4 separate regions of the Mus musculus genome follow, and all the other regions are linked to region 3. A link is a contact called in public HiChIP or PLAC-seq and promoter capture Hi-C data. All regions are on one chromosome and are shown on one strand. The core of a region is the stretch at or near the end of the contact, and the rest is flanking DNA. Distances in the headings are between cores, read along the strand shown. Region 1 overlaps Agpat4 (1-acylglycerol-3-phosphate O-acyltransferase 4 (lysophosphatidic acid acyltransferase, delta)). Region 2 holds the start of Map3k4 (mitogen-activated protein kinase kinase kinase 4). Region 3 holds the start of Tcp1 (t-complex protein 1). Region 4 overlaps Plg (plasminogen).

The links. HiChIP or PLAC-seq counts read pairs in DNA pulled down with a chosen protein or histone mark. Capture Hi-C pulls out chosen DNA fragments and counts their contacts.
Region 1: an H3K4me3 HiChIP or PLAC-seq map of bone marrow-derived macrophages shows a contact between it and region 3, with 7 times the contacts expected there. The contact joins the enhancer-like site here to the promoter of Tcp1 in region 3. A contact is called at or near these places in 4 of 39 promoter capture datasets (the 3T3-L1 cell line, embryonic stem cells and pre-B cells), 1 of 484 Hi-C or Micro-C datasets (LSK cells), 2 of 115 datasets of contacts at active chromatin or transcription factors (bone marrow-derived macrophages and extraembryonic endoderm stem cells) and 1 of 9 other capture datasets (adipose tissue).
Region 2: a contact with region 3 is called in a promoter capture Hi-C map of liver, with 2.1 times the contacts expected there. The contact joins the promoter of Map3k4 here to the promoter of Tcp1 in region 3. A contact is called at or near these places in 9 of 39 promoter capture datasets (the 3T3-L1 cell line, the C10 cell line, the HPC-7 cell line and 6 more), 2 of 484 Hi-C or Micro-C datasets (erythroblasts and uterus), 8 of 115 datasets of contacts at active chromatin or transcription factors (the 230-238 cell line, the SCID.adh cell line, bone marrow-derived macrophages and 5 more) and 2 of 9 other capture datasets (adipose tissue and liver).
Region 4: an H3K27ac HiChIP or PLAC-seq map of extraembryonic endoderm stem cells shows a contact between it and region 3, with 5 times the contacts expected there. The contact joins the enhancer-like site here to the promoter of Tcp1 in region 3. A contact is called at or near these places in 8 of 39 promoter capture datasets (the HPC-7 cell line, cranial neural crest, frontonasal cranial neural crest and 3 more), 1 of 484 Hi-C or Micro-C datasets (liver), 3 of 115 datasets of contacts at active chromatin or transcription factors (the SCID.adh cell line, T-cell acute lymphoblastic leukemia and extraembryonic endoderm stem cells) and 1 of 9 other capture datasets (adipose tissue).

Annotation. Positions count from the first base shown.
Region 1 is chr17:12,133,287-12,136,888 of GRCm38.p6, forward strand. All of the region lies in intron 1 of Agpat4 (1-acylglycerol-3-phosphate O-acyltransferase 4 (lysophosphatidic acid acyltransferase, delta)), which reads left to right. Among named protein-coding and RNA genes, the nearest start is that of Agpat4, 16 kb to the left of the region's middle. Within about 2 kb of position 2,190, at least 35 of the 459 cell types and tissues checked have an H3K27ac peak or open chromatin away from gene starts, as enhancers often do. A contact at or near this core is called in adipose tissue and bone marrow-derived macrophages, where this site is marked.
Region 2 is chr17:12,316,904-12,320,501 of GRCm38.p6, forward strand. It overlaps Map3k4 (mitogen-activated protein kinase kinase kinase 4), which reads right to left and starts at 1,757. Exons shown (of 27, transcript NM_011948.2): 1 at 1,595-1,757. The coding sequence starts at 1,725. 4732491K20Rik (RIKEN cDNA 4732491K20 gene) reads left to right here and starts at 1,950. Exons shown (of 2, transcript NR_045290.1): 1 at 1,950-2,269.
Region 3 is chr17:12,914,130-12,917,981 of GRCm38.p6, forward strand. Tcp1 (t-complex protein 1) reads left to right here and starts at 2,200. Exons shown (of 12, transcript NM_013686.4): 1 at 2,200-2,500; 2 at 3,669-3,754. The coding sequence starts at 2,437. It overlaps Mrpl18 (mitochondrial ribosomal protein L18), which reads right to left and starts at 1,962. Exons shown (of 4, transcript NM_026310.3): 1 at 1,818-1,962; 2 at 1,509-1,695. The coding sequence starts at 1,869.
Region 4 is chr17:12,395,543-12,398,967 of GRCm38.p6, forward strand. It overlaps Plg (plasminogen), which reads left to right. Exons shown (of 19, transcript NM_008877.3): 8 at 80-242; 9 at 1,011-1,153; 10 at 2,548-2,710. Among named protein-coding and RNA genes, the nearest start is that of Plg, 19 kb to the left of the region's middle. Within about 2 kb of position 2,024, at least 2 of the 459 cell types and tissues checked have an H3K27ac peak or open chromatin away from gene starts, as enhancers often do.

The sequences.
Region 1 (3,602 bases), core at 940-3,439, 780 kb before region 3:
TGTAAGCCAGCCCCAATTAAATGTTGTCCTTTATAAGAGTTGACTTGGTCATGGTGTCTGTTCACAGCGATGGGACCCTAACCATGACAGAAGTCCCACTCACTTTGCCACCTCACCTCTACCCCAGCACCTATGTAGAAGACAAACATTTCTTTCTGCTGTAGAGCAGCTTCCTCTACAGAGCTACTGTGGAGGTCTTCAGGTACAAGGAGCTTCAACAATTTTTGTTGTTGTACCTTATTGGCTTGTGAGTTGGGGTCTCATATAGTCCAGGCTGGTCTTGAACTTTTTACGTAGTTAAAGATGGTCTTGACCTATTGCTCCTCCTGCCTTTATTTCCTGGGTGCTGACATTATACATATGACACTGTTCCCAAATACTCAACAGCTTGAGTTTAATGCTATAGGTTGACCTCTGGGGAAGTGGGGAGTCTTCTAGATGTAAAACTGGAAAAGGGGACATCAGTTCTTAACTTCTATTTGGGGGCCAATTCAGCTCCTAGCCAGTATGTCTGAACACATTTCTTCTCCATTATTTACCTCCGTGCTGAGAACCCGTACTTCCTCCGTGTCTGCTGTGGGCCACCATCACTGGCCCCAGGGAGTTGACTCCAGTGACTTTGGCCATCAGAAGGCAGCTTCCTCCCTGTCTTTTCCTTCACATAACTGAGTCATGAGTGTCTTGTGGGTTGCACCCTAGTGAGTCTGGTGAATACCGTCACTCATTTCATTCATTTGTGATCACCGCTTTTACAGTGGGGGATGGCAGAGAATTTAATCTCAGGTTTTCAGAGTGGCCTTCTGTGAAGGGAAACAGTCCTGTGTGTGACCTGGCCAAGTTTTCCTTCCAGACATCTTGCCAAGCCTGGGTTTTCTCAATGGAGGCAATTGCTGTTTGGCACACAGGCCTCTGCTTGGCTCACTCTTTGGTAGACTGGCTGCAGAGTCGCCGTGATGTTACCACGGCCTTTCCCTCCTGCTGGCTGTACTTGGGGTCAGGGTGACGTTGGATCGACGTTTGTTTCTGTTCCAGTTCCACAGAGGTGGTATGAGTGTAGGAAGGTCCATTTTACCACCCAAAGATGCTTTGACAGTGTTGACATCCACCAGGGCTCTTGCTATGTCATGGCTAAGGATGGATGTCTTCTTCCTGGTAACTAGAATTCCCTCGGGTCTTTCTGCACGAGGCTTCATTCATGTGCTTTGTTTAACTAACATGCTAAACCATACTGCCCACTTCTCCATGTGGACCTAAGCCACCTGTGCTTATGGCTTGCCTTCTATAAGACCATAAGACCAAGGGCTGTGTGTATGTGTGTACACATGTGTGCATGTGTGTCTAATATCCAGAGGTTGACATCAGCCATTTTTCTTTCTTTGCTTGCTTCTCAACCTTAATTTCTTGAGACAGGGTCTCTCAGTGATCCTGAGGTATGTTCATTACACCAGGCCGACTGGCCAGCAACTCTGGAGACCTATCTGTGTTCTCCCCCAGCACTGGGACTGCAGGTGCACACCACCGTGTCTGCTTTCTATGTGAGTGCTGGGACTGTGAACTCAGATCCTCATGCCTATGTGGCTGGTACACTTCTGAACCACCTTCCCATCGGAGCCCTAGGACATCTATAGACGTCATCTATGTGAAATCAGCTGTTTTAGCACTGCCCTCCAGAGAGCAACAATGGCCTGTGGTGTGCTCTACCACCTGAGAAGTTTGTGAGAGAGATATGGTCATCTGTGTTTCTAGAGTCTCGAAGCTGCCGGACTTTGCTGTCTTAGGAATGGAGTTCCGAGAAGAGCAGGAACTGCAGCCGGAACAGGCTTGCTTTCAGCACTGAGCTCAGTGCTGCTTTCATTCTGGCCATTGGGCAATGATCTTTAATGAAATTCCTATTAGCACAGGGCTCAGGGCCAAGGCTTAGGAGAGGAAGTTCTAAGTCCTCCCAGTAAACCTCAGGATTTGCTAAATCATACCACCGAGACAGGCCAAATGAGATTGTGCCCGGGGTTCTGGAAGAAGCCTTTTCCCTCTGTCCTTTGACCCTCAGTTCTGTTACTGAGCAGGGGAGTGCTGTCAAGCACACAGTAGGTACTCACAGATGTTAGTTGAGCGGATTGCTTGTGGGTGCAGGCATACATGACTTTAACCATCCGCGGTATTTCCACGTCTTAGTCTGTCTTCTCAGTGGTTTTGTGAGTCAGGTCAGGAGGAAGGATGAAAGGGGAAGCAAGGGTCTGGGAGGTTGAAGGACAGACAGACTCAAAGAAATCAAGTCAGAGAACTTCTCGGGGCCTTCATTCTTTACCTGCAAAATGTACATGTGAATAAACCCGGAATAACAAATCACAAAGCGATCATTTGCCAAGTGATGGCTGCTGTAAACCTGCTCGTGATTGTTAGAAGTGCATTGTGAGGGGTTGAGGCACATCAACAAAAGCACCGCCTTCTCCTGCAGAGGACCTGGATTTGGTTCTCAGCATCCATATGGCAGTTCACAACCACCTGTGACATCAATTCCAGGGGACCCAATGCCGTCTTCTTACTCCTGCAGGGACTGCATGGATGTGGTGCACCACACACATGCGCGCACATACAAATCTAGTAATTTTTTTAAATATTTATTTATTTATTTATTTATTTTGGTTTTTTGAGACAGGGTTTCTCTGTGTAGCCCTGGCTGTCCTGGAACTCACTTTGTAGACCAGGCTGGCCTCGAACTCAGAAATCTGCCTGCCTCTGCCTCCCAAGTGCTGGGATTAAAGGCGTGTGCCACCACCGCCCGGCCTTAGTAAATATTTTTAAAGTCACTGTAAATCTTTGAGCCTTAAAAATTTCAATATATTAACAAAATGATAGGTAATCTTGGAAAATTAATTGGGAAACAGAGAGAAGCAAGAAGGAGGAAATGAGTGAGCTCATTAATATGCAAGATCCCCTGGAGTGTGGCTTTTTAAAGAGGAAATTGTTAATGTGTGGTAAAGTTGGAGCTGTGCATATCGGGATGAGGCAGTGATTCCAAGCCCAATGTTCAATCTGCCACTGCCCATGGCAGTGGGGGGAAAAGGAAATATTCACTAACATGGGAAGAAATTTTACTGAATCCTTCTAAAGACTATTCTAGTATTAAAATACTAGACGGGCTGTGGAGATGGCTCAGTGGTTAGGTCACTTCGTGTGTGAGTATGAGGACCTCATTTTGGAGCCTCAGAATCCGTGCAAATGTGGTACGTGTGTGGTGACCCATGGGGAACACGGAGACTGGGGATCCCCTGAGCCAGCTAGGTAGGGGAAAGCACTGGGTTGGATTGAGGATCCTTGCTTATTGAATAAGGTGGAGGCACAACAATGTGAATTCCCAACATGAGCCTCAGGTCCCACAGGAATCCCCACACACGTGTGCCAACACGCACACAAAACATCCAAAACAACCGGAGCTGGGTAGGTGAAAATTTAAAAACAGAAAACAGGGTCAAACTTTGGAAAAAGAAGGTTAGAAAAGTGACTATTTCCTCGGATTTTTTGTTTGTTTGGTTTTTTTGTTTTTTGTTTTTTTGTTTTTTTTTTTCTGCAAGCTGAGAAATCAGAGTGAAAAAATAGTTTTC
Region 2 (3,598 bases), core at 507-3,006, 600 kb before region 3:
AATGTTGCTAAGAAAAATACTTCAAAGATCTCCTTGTTCTGTACACTGCTGTTCACGTAAAGTTGGATGAGGCCCATTATCCTGACCTATTTTTATTATAACAAAGAGACAGGCTCCTGGCTGGAAGGCAAGGCTGTTTATCAATAGGAAAGCAGCGTTTTGATAGCAGATTTTTATCCCTCTGCCTAACACCGCTCAAGTCCATTTTCTCCCCCGAGAACAGTTACATAGAATTATAATGTCGGGTCTGTGGGTATGAAATCATCCCTCTTCCTCGTGATAATTAAGGCACAAACTAGGCAGCCAGACTTTTGTTCATTACAAGCTGTTAATCTTTATATATGCTATTTACCTTTTGCCTCAGTTTCCTCTTACATAAAGGAGATGAATAGCAGAATTAACTCATAAGACTGTTATAAAGATTAAATGAATTAACAAAAGTAATGGCTACGTGATAAAACATTTTAAGCATTAAGTAAGGACTCACATTTATTATTTCTAAAATAACGATTAAAGGAGTAAAAATTGCTCAACAGCTCAATACATTAAGAAAATTATGAACTTTCTGAAAAAAGACTTCTAATAGCACCCTGTACTATTCCTTAAAGAAAATGCCCCAAAAGATGTCACAGAACTATCTTGAAATTAAGAAACACAATGCAGTAGCTCTCACGGCTTTGAAAAAGTAAAATTCCTCTCAGGCAACCCAGTGGTGACAAGCAAGGATGTGAATGGCTCCCGTGTTCGGGTCTCGCTACAACTATAAATTTGCTATTTCTTCAAGCAGGAAAAAGCAAAGCTATTTAACTGCCTTCTTCCTGAGGTTATAGAGCGAGACCTTAAGCCAGGAGGAGTTGTGGGAGTGTTTTCACTATAGGGGACAGGAAGCAGTCAAAGTTTATCCTGAGATGCAAAGGACTGGCATTTAAACACAAAATCAGGACACCGTGAGTTTACCCTCCCAATTAAAACTTGAGACTCTTCGTAGCAGTTAAAAGAGCTTCTACGGAGCAGAATGCAACAGATACTCTGGGTACCAAAGTTCCATCTTGGAGCTTCCTGCGGTAGCAAAGTTTCACACATAAACCCTTAGCTATTTTCGTGCGCAACACTGCATCAGGCTGTTGCTAGAAGACAGTAAAAGGATCTCTGACAAGGAACCTTGTCTGCAGTTACGTGAAGCTTCGCCCTGGGGACAGAAGGCTGGGAGGCGCGCTGCAAAGGGCTGAAGGAGCAAGGAACTGCCGAGAGGCACGTCGCCTCTCTTTTCCTGGAAAAAGGAGAAAGATGGACCACCTTCCTTCCATCCGATCACTGATCCGAGCCCGAGCGGCAGTCCGGGGCAAGCTGGGGCTGTCTGCAGCAGGGCCCCGGGGAGCACTACTGCAAAGGCCAGGGTCGCTCGGGAGCTTGGCCTCCGAGCCCGGGCAGGGGTCGCGCGGAAGCGGAGCACCGGGCTCCGCGCTGCACCGCGCCCCTCCCGCCACCGGAGGTCCGGATGCTCCGCGCCCACCTGGCGCGCAGCCGAGGACCCCACGCCCCCTTCACGCGCCACCCTGCTCCCTCCGAGCTGCAGCTGCAGCCGTGCACTCACCTCGCCGCTGGGCAGCACTCCGGATCCGGCTCGGGCTGTGGCGGCGGTGCTGGCCGCAGCTCCTCCATGGCGGCTGCAGGGGTGTCGGCGAGGGCAGGAGGGGGCACCGGCTCGGCGATGGCGTCTCTCATCCGTGCACCAAGCTTCGCATGACCGCGGCGGGTCGTCAGCTGCAGCCTGGTGCGGGAAGACCAGGAGCCGCGGGGTGAGGGAGTGACTCGACTCCGCCTCCGCCTCTAGCCCGCCGCAGGAGCCGTGCGCGCAGCGGCCATCTTGGGAACGGCGGCCGGCCGAACGCTGGGCTACGGCGGGCAGCGAGGGACACGCCTCGGCGGGCGGCTGAGTCCGCCTGGGCGGGGCGAGGCGGGAGGGAGGAGCGCACTGGCCAGTGGTAAATCAGGTGTCGCTGGGTGACCGCGGGTGGCCTCGGGAGGTCCTGAGGCTAAGGGCACAGGAGACATTTGGAGAGGTAGGGTTGTCTGGGCGAGCAGGAATGCTTCATAAACTGGAGCTCAAGGTCTCTGCGCCACTGGATTCTGCCTTTCGGAATAAGGATGATGTCACCCAGACGCCCACAGCTCTGACATGGAAGTGTGGGCCTTCTGCAGACTCAGACCATCAGAGTGACACACCAATCAGGCAGCAGAGGACGCCGTCCTCACCCAGGATCCCAAGGTTAGAAAGTGCTTTTTCAGAAACTTGCACAGTTGCTACACTAAAGAAGAAAGAAAGGGATAAAGAAGTTGTAAAGATTTGAAGTTATTAAAAGAATTGAAATAGCAGAGCATCTTTCAGTCATTCTTAGCTTGCGCAGCTTTACAGCCTTTGAGTTGCAATCATGCCTTCTGAAATCCAGATTCAGTTCAGAAATCGTATTCAGAATCAAATATGTTTGTTTCCACTTAGTTTGATTTTTTTTAAAAAAATGATTCTTTAGCTTTGCTATGTAGAGATATAAATTTTGAACAAATTTTTTTAACTGACTGAAAGAAAAAATTTCAAGGTAAGATTTAAGAGCTAAGCAAGATAAAGATACTCTGAAATCAGCTGTGTTACAGAAATGTCTCTGTAATTAAAGAGCATACTCTTGCTGTTGTTACAGTAGACTACATTATCTATAATGTCTGCCAGTGCTGGATTTCTGAGTTGACATCCCTTTCATTAATTCAACAACATGCAGTCAGTCAACAACTATTCAGTGCACATATTGCATTAGGACTTCGGGAGACACTAAGGAAGCAGCCGTGAGAAGTTGCCTAATGGAGGGAGAGAGAACAAAGCAAAACGAAGCATTCAAAGGAAATGAACTCAGTCTATCCTAATAATTTTAAAGACCCATTCATTTTCACTGAGAGCTCTGCAGAGTGTTTCCCATCTCTCTGTAATTCTGATAGTTTCGTCTCCCTCTACACTGGGCTAACCTGAGCCCTCCTTAAATTGCATATGAGGAGAGTCGATAAGGAAACCTCTGACTGCTGCCAGGAAGTGAGCCAATGGGCACACTGCTTCCCACTCATAAAACGCTGAACACAAATCAGCCTCAGGAAGAGCCATGACTTTTTTTTATCCTTCATTGTCTACTGGGTACCGCATATTCTAGAAGGAACTAAAGACATTTACATCATCTCATCGTACCACTCGATGTGCATAGAGACCTAGATTACTTGATACTAACTCGGTTTGTGTGCAGGGCCTTTTTGCCTCAACATACATAGATAGACTAGCTGATTCACAATGGTCTTTCTCAGCAGCACTCTCCGGTGCCTCCAGGGTTCCAGGCCAGAGACCTCAGCATCCTCCGCTTACTCTCAGAGCATTTCTTTACCTCTAGACTGTTGGCTCCTTTGGAGCAGAAACCATTCTTTGGACCTACGTGTCACCCAGTCACCAAGTGTCAGGAGCCCAGGGCTTAATACATGGTAGGAACCTAGCAAATACTGTTATGGAGGCGTTAAAGACAAGCCACCTTAGAACATGGCAAATGGTCACCTTGCTAACTTCACT
Region 3 (3,852 bases), core at 950-3,449:
ATGCTTCCTACCAAGGCCAACAACCTGCATTCAACCCCCAGGGCTCACAAGGTGGACCATGATCTAAGTATATGCGGTATATGCATGAACCTGTGACTATATGCACATACCAATCAACTGAAAAAAAAAAAAAAAAAACAATAAAAACAAACTGGAATGGGATTTGTTGATGCCCTCTTCTGCTGTGTCTGAAGACAGCGACAGTGTACTTACAACAATAAAAATGTGTAATTACAAAAAAACCAACCAAATAAACAAAAACCAGAAAAATCCCACTGTAACAAAAATAATAACCACCGTAAAAAGATAACCCCTACAATGATAATAATGTAGTTTAAATAGTTGAATTAAGAGCTGGAGAGATGGCTCGGCGGTTAAGAGCACTGACTGCTCTTCTAGAGGTCCTGAGTTCAATTCCCAGCAACCACATGGTGGCTCACAACCATCTGTAATGGGATCCGATGCCCTCTTCTGGTATGTCTGAAAACAGAGACAGTGTATACCCATACACAAAATAAATAAGTCTTAAAAAAAAAAAAAGTTAAATTAAAAAAAAAAAAAAAAAAAAGACATACAGCCGGGCGTGGTGGCGCATGACTTTAATCCCAGCACTCGGGAGGCAGAGGCAGGTGGATTTCTGAGTTTGAGGCCAGCCAAAAAAAAAAAAAAAAAAAAAAGACATACATTTAAAGCATCTAGCATAACTGCTTGTAAATCCAATGCTTTCAGTTAGTAGCCATCTTGGGGCTGGGGAGTGCAGTTCAGAGGTAAAGCACTTGCTTTGTGTGATGAAGGTACTCATCTAAACTGCGTAGTTCTCCCAAAATAAAATTTAACATTTATTTCCATGTGTATGATTATTTTTGGGAATGTATCGCTGTGTGCCAAGGTCAGAAGAGGGTGTCAGATCCCTGGGAACTGGAATTACAGACCATTGTAAGCTGCCTGGGTCCTCAGTGAACTCAGTAAGTGCTTTAAATGAATACAAATTTTAAAATGTATTTCATAAAATGTTTCTATTAATGAACTTTTAACCTTTATTCCCCCCATTAAAAAATCATTAAGGCTCAAACTTTACCCTAATGTGCACGCTAATAACTAATTCTACTTAGCACTCTATTCTGTAACAGCTTACACACACACACCTTTACTTACTGAACAGGTAGGTACACAGGCCTGTCAGTTCCAGACACTCAATCCCAGCCTCCTAGCCTCCTTTGCTAGAATAGCCTTCATGGCAAATGATTTCGCGGCTTCCTGTCCTTTAGATCTCAGCTTTTTGACATGTCACCTTCAGAGAGGCCTCAGGACATAGCCGCTTATTCTCAAATTACCGTTTAAGTTTTCTTCAAGGCAACTAACTAGTTGCTTGCTCCAAGGTCGCTTTCTACCCACATGTCATCTTCCTGACACATCCCGAGGCTTACCTGGCAGGATCAGTCAGGGGATTGGTGAAATTGGTAAGGTGCTAAGCACAGCTTAGTCAGTCACAAGCCGACTTTAATTACCTGTGCCAGAACTCACGGTTAGGCCACACGGTAGCCCAGCCCCGTTCTTTCCGAGCTACCCCTAAGAGCTCCAGATTCCGAGGGTTCCGGTTGGTGAACTCCGGGGCCACCGCTTCGTTTTCCTTACTCTCCACGTCGGGCTGCACGGCCGGCACGGAACTGGTTGAGAGGGCTGCGAACCCACACTCTAGAAAATGAAAAAGATCACATGCATCTTTCACTTTCCCACATCAGGTACAAAATCGCATTTGCAAATGCACACGTACTGTGCACAGAGCGCAGGCAAGGAGGTGGGGCGAGATTAGTTACCCAGTTTCCTGCAAACTGACAGACATTTCCAGAACCGCGGCCGAAGCGCCATGGCTGACGGGACCTGGGCAAAGTCACACAGTGCCCTATCTTCCTTTGCTCAGGGTCGTCTCGGGGAACAACTAGTCGCAGCCATGTTAACTGTGGGTAAAGCTACAAGGGCCGGCAGTACCTCGGTGTCTCAAGGACCCGGAACTAACAAGCTCCCTGGTGCTGAGTGGCCGAGTGAGCGATCGGTATCCCTGGCTCACCAATCACCGCAGACGTTGAGGCGGAGGGCGGGACACGCTAGCCGTGGCCAAGAGCCTGACTTCCGTTTTCCACTTTCGCGCCTTTCTTCTACTGTCTCTAGTTGACCCAGCGTCCCGCAGCCCCCTACTTCCGGCGTTTTCAGTTTTTCGCCCCGCCCAGCCCTCGTCTGTCAATCCCTACCGCTTTCCCGGCAGACCTTGCGGTTGGTGGAGCGTGGAGAGCGCGCAGGGCGTGTTACCCAGCAGGCCCCGCGGCATCGCTCGGGCCTTTCCACGCCGTGGTCCCCGCCGTGGTGGCCGTTAAACGGTCTCAGAGCGGAGCTATCGGTTGTCTGCGGCCGTAGTGAGCTTTGCTTCGTTTCCTGAAGATGGAGGGTCCTTTGTCCGTGTTCGGGGACCGCAGCACTGGGGAGGCGGTCCGCTCCCAGAATGGTAAGGGCGAGAGAATGGTAAGGGTCCAGCTCGCGGCGGCGCAGGCCGAAGCCCAGCCGCAGTCCGTAGGCCGGGGCTGTCCGCCGGGCCCAGTGAAGTTCCTTCAGGAGAAGCCCAGCCATCCCGGATCCGCCCTCACTAGCGGCCGGCTCGGCGCCATTGCGCCCTACCGTGTAAGGGAAGAATGTTCGAGAATGCACACGGTTGGGGGAGGCGTTCAAGATGGGTGTGGGCGTCCGTGCCCCAATACCTAGTAGAGGAGCTCCAGATAGACTTCTCCGCCACTCCCCTCTGCTCCTTTGTTGGGTTCCAAGCCGGTTGGAGCACCTCTGACATAGCCAGAAAAGAGTAGCTTTCACCGGTTCCATTGGCCCTTGAGAAGATGCTCATAGAATCTAGGTGGCTTTTGCGTTGCTTCCCTTCCCTGGTCTGGTTCTTGGATGCCCAGAATCTGCAGGTGACAGCTGCTCCCCCAGTAAAACGTAACGGAATGCAAACTGAACGTTATTAAGCGATACTTTTAGCTGCCTTTATCGTGGTTAACTTTAATACGAGTAAGCACGTGGTTTGCTGTGGTTGAATTTGTTCTTGAAAGCATTCCCTTGCAGGAACCGTGTTCTGTGTTGTGCTTTTTTTTTTTTTTTAAACAACTCTCTTAGAAATTACTACTACTTTATCCTGGTGAACTATCTAATATTCTTACTAAACTTGCCAGAGTCTGAAGAGAAAGGCTGAACTTAAAGGGTTTTTTCCCCCCTAGTGTAGTAGTAAGGAATGAACTTAAGATTGCTTATAATTTGAGGCATTAAAATCTTTGCAATCGGTGATATACCAATACTAAATAGAAAAAAGAATAGTTAACCTTCACTGGTCCTTAAGTAAGTGATTCCCCCCCCCCCCCACACACACACACACACACACACACAGGGTTTCACTGTATAGCTGTGGCTGTCCTGGAAGCAACTTTGTAGACCAGGCTGGCCTCGAACTCAGAAATCTGCCTGCCTCTGCCTCCCGAGTGCTGGGATTAAAGGCGTGCGCCGCCACACCCGGCTTGATTTTTTTTTTTTTAAATAGTAATTACAGACTTTAGATTTTAGCAAATCATAGGTAGTTGAGTGTCATAGTTTATGTGTTGTTCTAATTAGTTTTCACTGTTCATCTACAGTTATGGCTGCAGCTTCTATTGCCAACATTGTTAAAAGTTCTTTTGGGCCAGTTGGCTTGGATAAAATGTTGGTGGATGATATTGGTGTAAGTATATATCTAATTGCTCTTGCTTGCCTTGATAAAAGTACATTGTTTTAAATTTCAAAAAAAAATCTTTGGTAAAGTCTTTGTTTTTACCTGAG
Region 4 (3,425 bases), core at 774-3,273, 520 kb before region 3:
TGCCTTCATCCTTCCAAAACATCTGTTGGTGCATTCTTAATGGAAAACCATTCATGATCAATTCTTTCCCCTATTCAAGCAACACCCCCGCCCCCACCCAGCCCAACCTACCAATGTCTGAAAGGAAGAGGTGAAAATTACCGAGGGACCGTGTCTGTCACCGTGTCTGGGAAAACCTGTCAGCGCTGGAGTGAGCAAACCCCTCATAGGCACAACAGGACACCAGAAAATTTCCCCTGCAAGTATGTCCCTCCCGTCTCCTTTCTCACCCCTGTGACCGTGGGATGCAGACCCCATTGACTTCATCTTGGTTGTAGTATAACAAAATTCACGAATGAAGATCGATTAGGTCACATGCAAGGAAAGAGACATTCAGCAGTGTTTTACCTGCTACAATCTTTCTCAAAGTGTGCCCCACCGACACCATCAGGGGTTTACTAGAAATGCAAACTCTAGGGCTCTAGAGTTAGTAAGTTTGAGACTCAGGGAAAATCCTCATTGTGCCAGCATACATTGCAGTACCCAACCCAGAACTAAAGACTCATTTTATTCCATCACATGAAGTCATGGAATATATGTATGTACATATATGTATGCATATATATGCATATATATAATATTTACTTATTTATTTTATGTATATGAGTGCTGTATCTGCATGTACCCCTCATGCCAAAAGAGAACACCAGATCACATTATAGATGGTTGTGGAGCCACCATGTGGTTGCTGGGAATTGAACTCAGGACCTCTGGAGGAACAATCGGTGCTCTTAACCACTGAGCCACTTCTAGCCCAAAGAATATATTTTAGTCATTGCTTCTTCTATGCCAGATAACCTGCCATGCCATGTGATGTCTAAGCCCAATTCAAGCTTCCTCTTGGTACCTGTCAATCATTCAGCATGCACGATTCTAGCGTGTTAGACATGTACAGCACTCCTTCTAACAAGCATGTGCACGCCTTGCTCACTGAAAGTCTTTGAAGCGCGAAACCCATACTTCCGTTCTAGAAATCTGGAAGAGAACTACTGCCGGAACCCAGATGGAGAAACTGCTCCCTGGTGCTATACCACTGACAGCCAGCTGAGGTGGGAGTACTGTGAGATTCCATCCTGCGAGTCCTCAGCATCACCAGACCAGTCAGATTCCTCAGGTAAGAGTGGGTCACAAGGGCTCACTGAGCAGCAGCACTATACAAGTTTGTCTCTACTGGCTTCTTTGCCATCTATCAGGGTGTGGTACCTTTGCTTCACTTAATCTTGCTGTGGGTCGGAGTGAGGCTTCTATCATTTCATTTGTAGTATTTCACCTGTTGTTTGCTCCGTAGCACAGGATTCAGCCTTGGTGAGAGATCCCCAAGCTCTTGAAATCTTGACTTTTGTTGTGGTTGGGAAGCTTATAAAAGTCAACTTGCAAACTCTATTAGGGTTCTGTATTCCTACTGTATTGCTTACAGGTCCGACTTTAACTGCAGATTAGTCTGTTTCGTTTGCTTCTGTTTGCTTTCTGTATTGTGAAGCTCTGTTGGTAGGCACGTACCCATTGAAGACCTCTTTATCTTCTCGATGGGATGATGTCTCCTCTGTCATGCCATTGTTTCTGAAAATACTCCTTCTGTCTCGGAAACTCTGAAGTTTATCTTTACTCATTTGAACAGAGACTTTGCAGCTCTGCCTACATTAGTGTTTGTGTGATGAGTCTCATTAGCCTTCTGACCGAGATATTTGCATTAATATCACTGTGCATGCTTGGCTTTAAGTCCATCATTAACGTAGTTATTCTGTCCGTGGTCTCCTTGCCACCATCCATCCTTTTCTTTTGTGTCATGTGGAACCCATTACCCAATTACTTTTAAGCTCACTGGCTGCTCGCTTAACCCTGCCGTCTGCTGATCAGTCTCTTGCAGGAATTCTTCATCTCCGATGCTGTGGGTTTTGCTCCTTGAATTTCTATTTTGTTCTTATTTTTTGAGGTTCCTGTGTCTGAGGATCCACTCACAAACTAACCAAGACTATTTCACAGTCCTAACCAGCTAGAGTCCTACTGTGGTCATCTCTGAGAATAAATGGCCTTTTTCTTATGTCCTAGAGGCAGGACCAGCTCTGCCCCATCCCCAGAAGCTCAAGGCTTTGGTATCCTATGACCAAAGAAAGTCTAGGGAAGTATGCAAGAATGATAGGTCTAGCCCCGTCCTGCCTGGTGCCCTCATTACAGAGCATCCTGGCCTCTTGTTCTCATGAACATCTGGTAGCAATTCATAAAAATAACTTGTACATAATGGCATTTCCAGTTATCAACACTCTGGCCAATCTTATTCATCTTCCAAGGTTTTTTTCAATACGTGGTACAACACTATAAATGGTGTACTTGTTGTGTGTGAGCATACACACACTACACACACATGCACACACACACACACACACACACACACACACACACACACACACACGTACAGAGAGACTGGTTTACTTCATGTGTCGTAAATTAGTGCTCAGGTCTGCCTGTTTCAGATCTTATTGGTCTCAATTTCTTCCGCTTTGATTTCAGTTCCACCAGAGGAGCAAACACCTGTGGTCCAGGAATGCTACCAGAGCGATGGGCAGAGCTATCGGGGTACATCGTCCACTACCATCACAGGGAAGAAGTGCCAGTCCTGGGCAGCTATGTTTCCACACAGGCATTCGAAGACCCCAGAGAACTTCCCAGATGCGTATGTCTTTGATTTTAACCATGAGAGGATTAATAGCTGGTTTAGGTTTCCATGTGCCCCATGCTTTAGGCTAACTCGTGTGGACCAAATTTCTCTGAGATTACTGAGGGCAGAATATGACAGGAACTTGGCTTTTGAGAAATAGGCCTGAACGAGGAGAAGCCATTAACTGGCTCCCTTTCCTGAGAAATTCTGTAGAAGCAAGGGGAATCAGTGGAGGTGGTAAGGTCCCACTGGTGAAATCCCTGTGAGAACAAGTCACCATAAAGCTTAGAACTAATACCACCGCTTCCCTGTGCTAAGGCTGATGCTGGCTCCCATCATTGGGCTGGGTCATTCCACTGCAAATCACTGGAGTGTAGTTTTATGTTTGGCTCACAGGCTAATATTTCTAGTGGCATCTGCATCTCCATTTCTTTCAGTCCTCACCTGGGAAGCCTTACTAGCCAGAAGCACAGTGCTCTCATGGGGTATGAGTTGCCAGAGAGCAAGAGTATTGGGGGCCATTGCAGTAAGACAGTGGAAGGAAGTGAGAGAATTAATTAAGGAGGGAGTGGGGGAGAGAGAAGGGAGGAAGGGAAGGAAGGAAGGAAGGAAGGAAGGAAGGGAAAGGAGAGAAAGAGGGAGGGAGGGAAGGGAATGAAGAGAAGGAGGAAGGGGAAGAAAGAAAGGAAGGAGGAAAGGAAGGAATGAAAGAAGGGATAACAGAAGGAAA